Linked DNA regions of Canis lupus: region 1 is linked to region 2. A link is a contact called in public Hi-C data. All regions are on one chromosome and are shown on one strand. Each heading gives the region's core, a stretch centred on a gene start, on an enhancer-like site or on the middle of the called end of the contact. The rest is flanking DNA. Distances are from core to core; before and after follow the strand shown.

Region 1 (3,974 bases), core at 755-3,254, 130 kb after region 2:
ATAAATAAGGATAATGAAGCCTGGTAAGGCTTATCTTGGTCAAAAACAAAGTGCTGTCTCCAAGTCAGGGGGCTGTTTTACTTGTTTAGCCCATAAACTGACCCCTAAAGTCATTCCAAAAGAACAACTCCAAAAATGCTTAAAGTAATTATGGAGCTGTTGAAATGCTGGCAGATTTGCCGGGAGAACTACTTTGAAGGACATTACAATTAGAGGTGTGCAAATTCTGGAATATATAGTGCAAATCAGATTTGTTATTTTCTATTCACAGTCTTTTTATTCATTTGTTTATGATCGTATTTAAATGAGAAAGAAGTTCATAGAGGACACTTCAATGAGTTCTGCAAGGTTATGAAAATAATCATGCATCAATTTAAGCAAATGTCCACTACAGAAAGTTCTTTCTTGAATGTATTCAAAGCTCTCCAGGGCCTGGCCCTCCAGGGGCTGAGCAGCTTATCCCTCCACAGCTCTTCTCATGCTCTACATCAGTCTTACAAGGAAGCCTAAGGTCCCAATAGACCGTCAGCTTCACCACTCATACCTGGCTCATGCTAGTCTTGGCTCATTCTCTCCTCCCCTAAGAATGAATCATCCTTTGACTTGAGTTTTTACTCCTTTATTTCATCATAAAATTGAGTTATTTATGTTTAGAGTCTATACCTGGATTAGCCCAAATGTATGGGGCCTTTTATTTACTTGGCTCCAGCAAAGCAGCTTTAATTAGGAGAACATGGCAGGAGGCATGCATGAGATAAAGAATAAATGGTTGAAGAAATGGGAAGATAGGCTCACAAGCAGAGCGTGAGGAGTGATTTGCCCTGAAGAACTGCTTGACAGGAGAACTGACAAATTTGAAGAAGCTTCTAAGGGAGGAAATGGGAGCGATAGACTCTCTGGATATCCTTAAAAAATAAGTCCAATTTTTATTCCCCCAGGTAGTTATTCATTATGAACACAGGAAAATTAAGAGATGCATATGGTCTGTTTTATTCCCTGTGTTTTTGGATAAAGAAGAACAGAAACAAGTTTGACACATCAGGAAGAGAACCTTAGTATGGCTAGCTAGAGAGGCCCCAGCAATGATCAGGACCTCTCTGATGCACCGTGGCCTGGTCCTGCTATGCTCTGAATCAACCCCAATAGGAGCCACTTTCCGTGATTGGAAAGATTTGTGTGTGTGTGTGTGTGTGTGTGTGTGTGTGTGTGTGTGTAGGGGGTGTTCTTTTATACACAGAGAAGTTTGTGTTACTTATTTGAGAACACAGAGTTTTATAGCTTGTGTGAAACTATTTTCAGGTTAATTCTCAATTACACCCTTTGCCTTGGAGGGTCAAGTCGTTTGGTTTCCAGCGAATATTGTGGTTGTACCTGTGGTTACCCACTGACTTCTCATCTGCTTTGCTTATCTGATAACAGGCAAATGGGGAAAGAGCTTTTAATATCCCCCAAAAGGGGAAGATTGGTAATTAGTTATTCACCGCATGGAATCAGGCCAGGTCAATTTACTCCAAGAAAGAAAACAATCTGGATATTGGACTTTGGGGTTCCTTTTACACGTTTGGTATTGCTGGTCTCATCTGGATTGCTTTTTGCTCTTCTATCTCTTTTCTTTTCTCTTTTCTTTTCTTTCTTTCTTTCTTTCTTTCTTTCTTTCTTTCTTTCTTTCTTTTCTTTTTTTTTCTTTTTTTAAAGCCATCACTATACAAAAGAGAAAGCAACTTCATCTCCTCCTCCACTCTGCTATTTTCCTGACAGCTCATAAATTTCAGTCCAGCACCCGCCCCGGGATCTGCGGGTCTCCGCCCCGGGGCGTCGTCGGCCCGGCCCATCCCTCCGCACCGAGCAGCAGCGAGGAGATCCTTGAGAAAAAGCAATGGGTGAAGTAACTGAAAGAGCAGCGTAGAAAGCAACAGCCAGAAACGGCGGGGACGCGAGCGGGCGACACAGGAAGGGAGGCGGTGGCGCGGGTCCTGGTGCGCTGCGCGCTGCAGAGACGGAACTTCTGCAAAAGCTGCCTGCCCGCGTTATCAGCGGCGCGCAGGCCTGTGGTTTTCTCGCTCTCGCAACCCTGCTTTAACTGCCGGTTTATTTTTCGACAAACAGGATGCCTCCATCTGAGGCTGTCAGCATCCCAGGCTCATAGAGAGAAAAGAGGTAGTGCAGCCCCACCCTAGAGGCTCGGCGGCAGCGGCGGTGGTGGTGGTGGGGGGGGGGGCGGGAGGGGTGGTGGGGGGGGGGGTGTCTGTTTCAGGAGGCTTCCCAGAGAAGCGACAACCTTGCAGGTGCAGCCGCTGGGAAAGTCAAGATGGGGTGACGAGGCAGGAGGGAGCGAAACCTGGTCCCCCACCCTCCACCCTGTAACTGATTACAGGGCTACGTCTTTGTAAGAATCCGGAGACAGAGAGGCCGAATCCTGGGGGCCAGGTTGGAGATTTAGTTCAATGCTCCTCAAACTTTACTGTGCACACAGATACCACCCCCGCCCCTGATGGGGGAGGTGGGGGCAGGCTTTTATGAAAATGCAGACGGATGCTGCAGGTCTGAGCTGGGGCCTGAAATTCTGCACTCCTACCAAGTTCCCAGGTCATGGTGATGCTGCTGGTCCAAAACCCACATTTGGAATCATAGCAAGGCTTTGGAAGATTCCTGTCCATAAGATTCTCCATAAATTCCTCTGCATAGGGTACGAGCCCCTAGCAGGGGGTACCATCTTACAGTGAATCCTAATGGATGCCCAGCAAGCTGAATGCATTCCTGGTTTAACATCAACCACCTTGCTGGTGGAAAAGGAAATTAATTGCTGCTCTAGAAGGAAGGAAAATTTGAAAGAGTTAAGAGGATTTTAACATCTCAATTGGGAACGCCTTCAGGAATTCAGGAGAGTCTAGGTTTGATTCTGAGCCCACAGACAGTGGGGAAGGGTAGGATGTGACAGATAAATAAAAATTCACACGCAAAACCCCCCAGTCAGTCAGGGTCTTCCTATTCATGCAAACATGTGCATCTCACAGTTGGAATTCTCACGTGTTCACAACATTTCCAGAAGCTGTATAGTTTGAGGCTGTCGTATGGAATTTGGAGACCATATTTAAGTATTCTAGACCCAACTTAATCTCACATTAACTTTAGGATCCTATTGCACACATTTTAAAATATATGTTTTTGAGTTCACATGTAATAAGCCGAAAGTATGATCTTGGATCTGAGAGACCAGACTAGAAAAACCCATTGCTTGTGAGAAAAATCACAAGAAGACTCGCCATCTAGATAGAATGAATAAGTCCCTCCAGAGGTGGTGCTGGCTGTGGGATGTAGAAATACACTCTGCTACATTTTGCCAAACCTTGTAATTGCATGAAGATTCTATTTTGACTTCATCAAAAGCAGTCAAAGGCTTCCTGTTACCAAGTGTTTCTCAAAGTCCTGCCAAAGTTACGGGGTTGTTAAAATGCAGATTCTTGGGCCTCTCATGGTCTGTCAGGCGGTCCCAGGAATCTGCATTTTAACAGGCCCTGCAAGGGATTCATCTGTACTGCCAAATTTTAGGACCCCTCTGGCTGCAAGTTCAAGTCCAACCTGCTGCTGCAGCATTCAAAGATCTGGCTTCAGTTTTGCTGCTGACTAGTGAACCGGAGTGGGCTCTTCATTGCCCATGAGCATCTCTTGAACAAACTCGACCGGCCACCTCATTCATGTCATTTCTTTCATCTTCCCCAACCCTGGATAAAATGACCTCTGCTCCTCTGGGCCCTCTTCAGATCACTGTTTCTTACTTAACAACCAGTCATCCTCCCTGCTTGTGATGCTTCTTACATCTGTGCTGTGCTATTCCAGTACCACGCTATTCACGGACTATTTCTCCTGCTTGGGCAGTAAGCTCCTTGAGGGCTATTCCATGCCACATAATCTTTGTATTTCAGGCCATCTTCTAAATACATATCAACCATTCAGTACATCTGCCAATGGGTCAC
Region 2 (3,894 bases), core at 1,321-3,820:
TACAGATTGTACTAAAAAGTTGCCCCTTCTTAAACCCACTCACTCAAGACAGAAGAATAGAATCCCCACCGCCAGAATTAAAATTCTACTGTTTGCAGCCGGGGTGTGTGTGTGGTGGGGGGGGGGGGGGGGCAGTGGTTGTTTAAAAACGCAGGGTGTTGTTTATACACCCGCGATGAAGGCCGAGGTTTCTAAAGGCAGCTGGAAGCTGGGGCAAGATCAGGGGTGGAAGTGAACCTCCGGGGCTGCGTGCATCTGAGTCCCCGCCACCCGCCTCCCCAGACCCGCACGCTGCGAGCGGGGTCCCACCGCGACCCGCAGGAGACAGCCCGGCCACCTTTCGAGGCCCCGGGGCTCAATCTAGCTGAGCCGGAGGGAGATAAGGCTCAGGAGGGTTCCGGGAAAAGAGACGGGGCTCGCGGCTCGCGGCTTCTGGCAGGCAGCAGCCTAGAGGCTGCAAAAAGTCTCCCGAAGAAAACTTCTGCAAAGTTAACTACGCCCTCCGTGGACTTCGGACATGCTAATTCCGACGGGGCTGTTACCGAGGAGGTGCGGGTGGGGAGGAAGCCCGGACAGGTTTTCCTTGTCAGTTTATCTTCACTGACCCCAAAGTCTAAAAGTATCTTTATTTCCTGATGCCTCCCTGGGAGGGAAGCGGAATGGCTTGGGTGTCAAGCCAGGGGTGGGGAGGGGAGAAGCATGGCAGCAGGCAGGCAGGCCGGGGTGGGGTGGGGGGGTGGGGGGGAGCTGGGGTATAACTTTGCCTACTTTGTGCAAACTCAGGACCTCGGTCCGGGAGGTCCGGGAGGTCGCGACCGGCCCTCAGTGCACGTCTTTGGGGGGCAATCGGATGTTTTTATCCCCCGTCCCCGTGCACACACACCCCCCCTCCCCCAGGATCGCCAGGGCAACCGAGCATCCCCCGAGTCCCGAGGGCAGGAGGATGGACCAGGGGCCGCGGGGGGCAGCGCCGGCCCCTTCCGAGGACCCGGCCCCGCCCGCCTGGCCGCGGGCCTCCCGGATCGCCCCCCGGCCTCCGCGGTCCTCCCGCCACCCGCTCCGGGCCGAGTACCTTGAAAGCGATGGGCAGGGTCTTGTTGCAGCGCCAGTGCGTGGGCAGCACGGAGCAGAGGAAGTTGGGGCTGTCGGTGCGCACCAGCTCGCCGGGGTGGTCGGCCAGCACCTCCACCATGCTGCGGTCGCCGGTCCTCAGCTTGCCGGCCAGGGCGGCGCCGGCGTCCGGGGCGCCCAGCGGCAGCGCCTCGCTCATCTTGCCCGGGCTCAGCGCGGTGGAAGGCGGCGTGAAGCGGCGGCTCGTGCTGGCATCTACGGGGATACGCATCACAACAAGCCGATTGAGTTAGGACCCTGCAAACAGCTCCTACCAGCCGGCGACGAGGGCGCGGATCCTCGGCGAGCAGCTCCAGGGAGACCAACATATAAGTTCAGGGGCCCTTTATTGCTGCAGGGGGGGCGGGGGTGGGCGGGGGGCTGGGGGGAGGCGGGCGGGAGACGAAGTCACTAACAGTCCCGGAGGGGGAAAGTTCTATTTTGCAGGGCAGCCTCCGTCCGACCCAGGCAGGGCTCCTAGCAACCGATCGCCTAATGCTTTAAAAAAAAAAAAAAAAAAAAAAATCGGGCGACTGGAATCCAAAGTCAAATGCCAAGGGAGGCTATCTTCTGAGTCTTGCTTTGAGAGTTTAACTTTCAGTCTTTGGCTGTTTAAAAAAAAAAAAAAAAAGTTCCCGGAGGCAAAATTCCCATACAGTTTCTAAAATATTTATACGCAGAGCAAACGAGCCAGCCAATACATAATTTGGAAGTTCCAGTAGTTAAACGCCTGTCAGGGTTTTTTTGTTTGTTTTGTTTTTGTTTTCAGGTGAGTTTTGCCTAAAGTCCCAAGACAACACAAAATATACGAGTGTCTTCCATATACAGAGCCACTTTGATCATGCAAAACCGGCTTCGGTCCTCAAAAGCAAGAGCTGCGACTTCCAAAGGTCATGCTACTAATGTATGTGCACGTATATATAAATATATACATATGCTCTACTTCATAAAATATTTACAATTCAATCTGTAGAGAATTTAAACACAACAGAAATCCATTAATGTTCGCTGCTGATTTTTTTTTTTTTTTAAGTAGCCTTGAAAATAAGCTTCAGTAGTTGAAGAAGGGCTGGGCTAGAAATACTTGTCATGTTCTCTTAATAAATTCTGGCAAAACGCTCAGTTCAGAAAACTCAGCTTTTCAAAGAAAAGCTAATCTTTAAAAAAAATGATGATGATAATAATAATAATAATAAAAGTCCAAGTCGATGACACTCAGAGTACAGCTCTCCACATCTGAGAACTCGGGTTTGGGGATGTTGGTTAAGTTTGTGGCTGATCCTGTGGTTGGTGGGAGCTGAGCCGCAGCCGGGTCGCACGCACGCAGACACGCACTCTTCCGAAGCCAGCCACTGTCTACACCGGCTCGGCGAGTCAGCCCGACTTGGGCCGTAGCGAGCTGATCTTCCTCCAACGTCGCCCCAGCGCCCTCGGCTTAGACGCCTGGACGCGCCTGTACCTACGATCACCGCGAAACCGCAGCAGGTGGAGCGGGCCTGGAGCGTGGGCTCCGCAGCGCAGGTCGGAACAGACGGGGTGGCTCGAGTTACACACGCAGTCACACTCCCACGCACACGGGCCACGCACACGCAACTTCACGGGCTCGCCTCGACGCGCGGCACACGTTCTCCCGCAGTTGTCAAAGGAAACGACCGGGGGAAAAAGTTCACCGGCAGGAAAGAAGTTGAAACATCCAGCCAAGAGGCCAGTTCATTCAAAAGTAAGAGAGAAAGGTTAAAAAGGAAAAAAATAATAAAAAATGAAAAAAATAAAAAATCGTAGCTCCAACGGCGGTCCAGGAGAAGCAGCAAGGGTGGCGTCCCCGGGAGCCCCGGGACGCGGTGCCTGTGGGCGCGAGGCCGGGCGGCGTGTGCCCTGCTGGTCCGGCTCGGGGCGCCCGTGCCCCTGCGCCCGCTGGCTCTATGAATGAGAGTGCCTGGAAATGAACGTGCTTTTACTGTAAGCCCGGCCCGAGGAATTCCATTCCCTCAGCTCGTTTGCATAGGGGCGGCCGCCGGCCAATCACGGGCCTTTCCGGTATCAGCCAGGGCGCGGCTCGCGGCCGCGGGCTCCTGGAATTGGCCCGCGCGCCCCCGCCGCCGCCGCCGCCGCGCGCTACTGTACGCCGCCCGCGCGGAGCGCCCCAGGCTGCCCGGCCTCCCCGCTCGCCCCGCGCGCCCGCATCCACGCACGCACCCCCGCCCGAGGCCCCGCCCCGGGGCGCACGCGGCCCCGCGAGGACGCGGAGAGAGAGGACGCCGGCCGGCGCAGCGAGGGCTCGGGCCGCGCGCGGTGCCCGGAGCCCAGCCGGAGGGGAGGCGCCCCTAGCGCCCTGGAGATGCAGCGGCCGCCGCGAGGCTCCCGGGCCCGGCGCCGGAGCTCACCCCCGCCCCCCCACCCGGGGCGGCCCCGGGTCCTGCGCGGCCACCCACGGCCGAGCTTCTGCTTCCCCAGCGTGGGTGGGATTCGGCCGCGAGGGGGCCGGAGAGCGGCTCCGCGCGCCACCGTAGCCATGGGGGTGGGGGTGGGGGCAGCTGCAGAGAAGTGGCGCTGATTCATTTAACGAGGCCAGAAGGTTCTCGGTCTCCACAACATGGTTTTGTGTTTTTAGTTTTCTCTCTCGGGTCGGTTTGCTTTCATCGGTGTTTTTCACCGCGTCTGGGCTGCGGCTTCCTTACGCACCGCGGCCGCGCTCCGCCGGGCTGTGCTTCGCGGGGAGCAGAGGAGGGTCCTGATCCGAAAGGCGACCCCGAACAGCCAGCGACGGGGAAGAAAGTTGAAAGC

What was found. A called contact is a pair of places that touch in the nucleus more often than the background predicts.
Region 1: a contact with region 2 is called in a Hi-C map of blood, with 3 times the contacts expected there. The contact joins two enhancer-like sites. A contact is called at or near these places in 2 of 9 Hi-C or Micro-C datasets (both in blood).

What each region holds. Positions count from the first base shown.
Region 1 is chr31:30,067,112-30,071,085 of UU_Cfam_GSD_1.0, forward strand. All of the region lies in intron 2 of RUNX1 (runt-related transcription factor 1), which reads right to left. Among named protein-coding and RNA genes, the nearest start is that of RUNX1, 24 kb to the right of the region's middle. Within about 2 kb of position 2,005, at least 6 of the 20 cell types and tissues checked have an H3K27ac peak or open chromatin away from gene starts, as enhancers often do. A contact at or near this core is called in blood, where this site is marked.
Region 2 is chr31:29,931,566-29,935,459 of UU_Cfam_GSD_1.0, forward strand. It overlaps RUNX1 (runt-related transcription factor 1), which reads right to left. Exons shown (of 7, transcript XM_038581437.1): 3 at 1,073-1,326. Among named protein-coding and RNA genes, the nearest start is that of RUNX1, 160 kb to the right of the region's middle. Within about 2 kb of position 2,571, at least 16 of the 20 cell types and tissues checked have an H3K27ac peak or open chromatin away from gene starts, as enhancers often do. A contact at or near this core is called in blood, where this site is marked.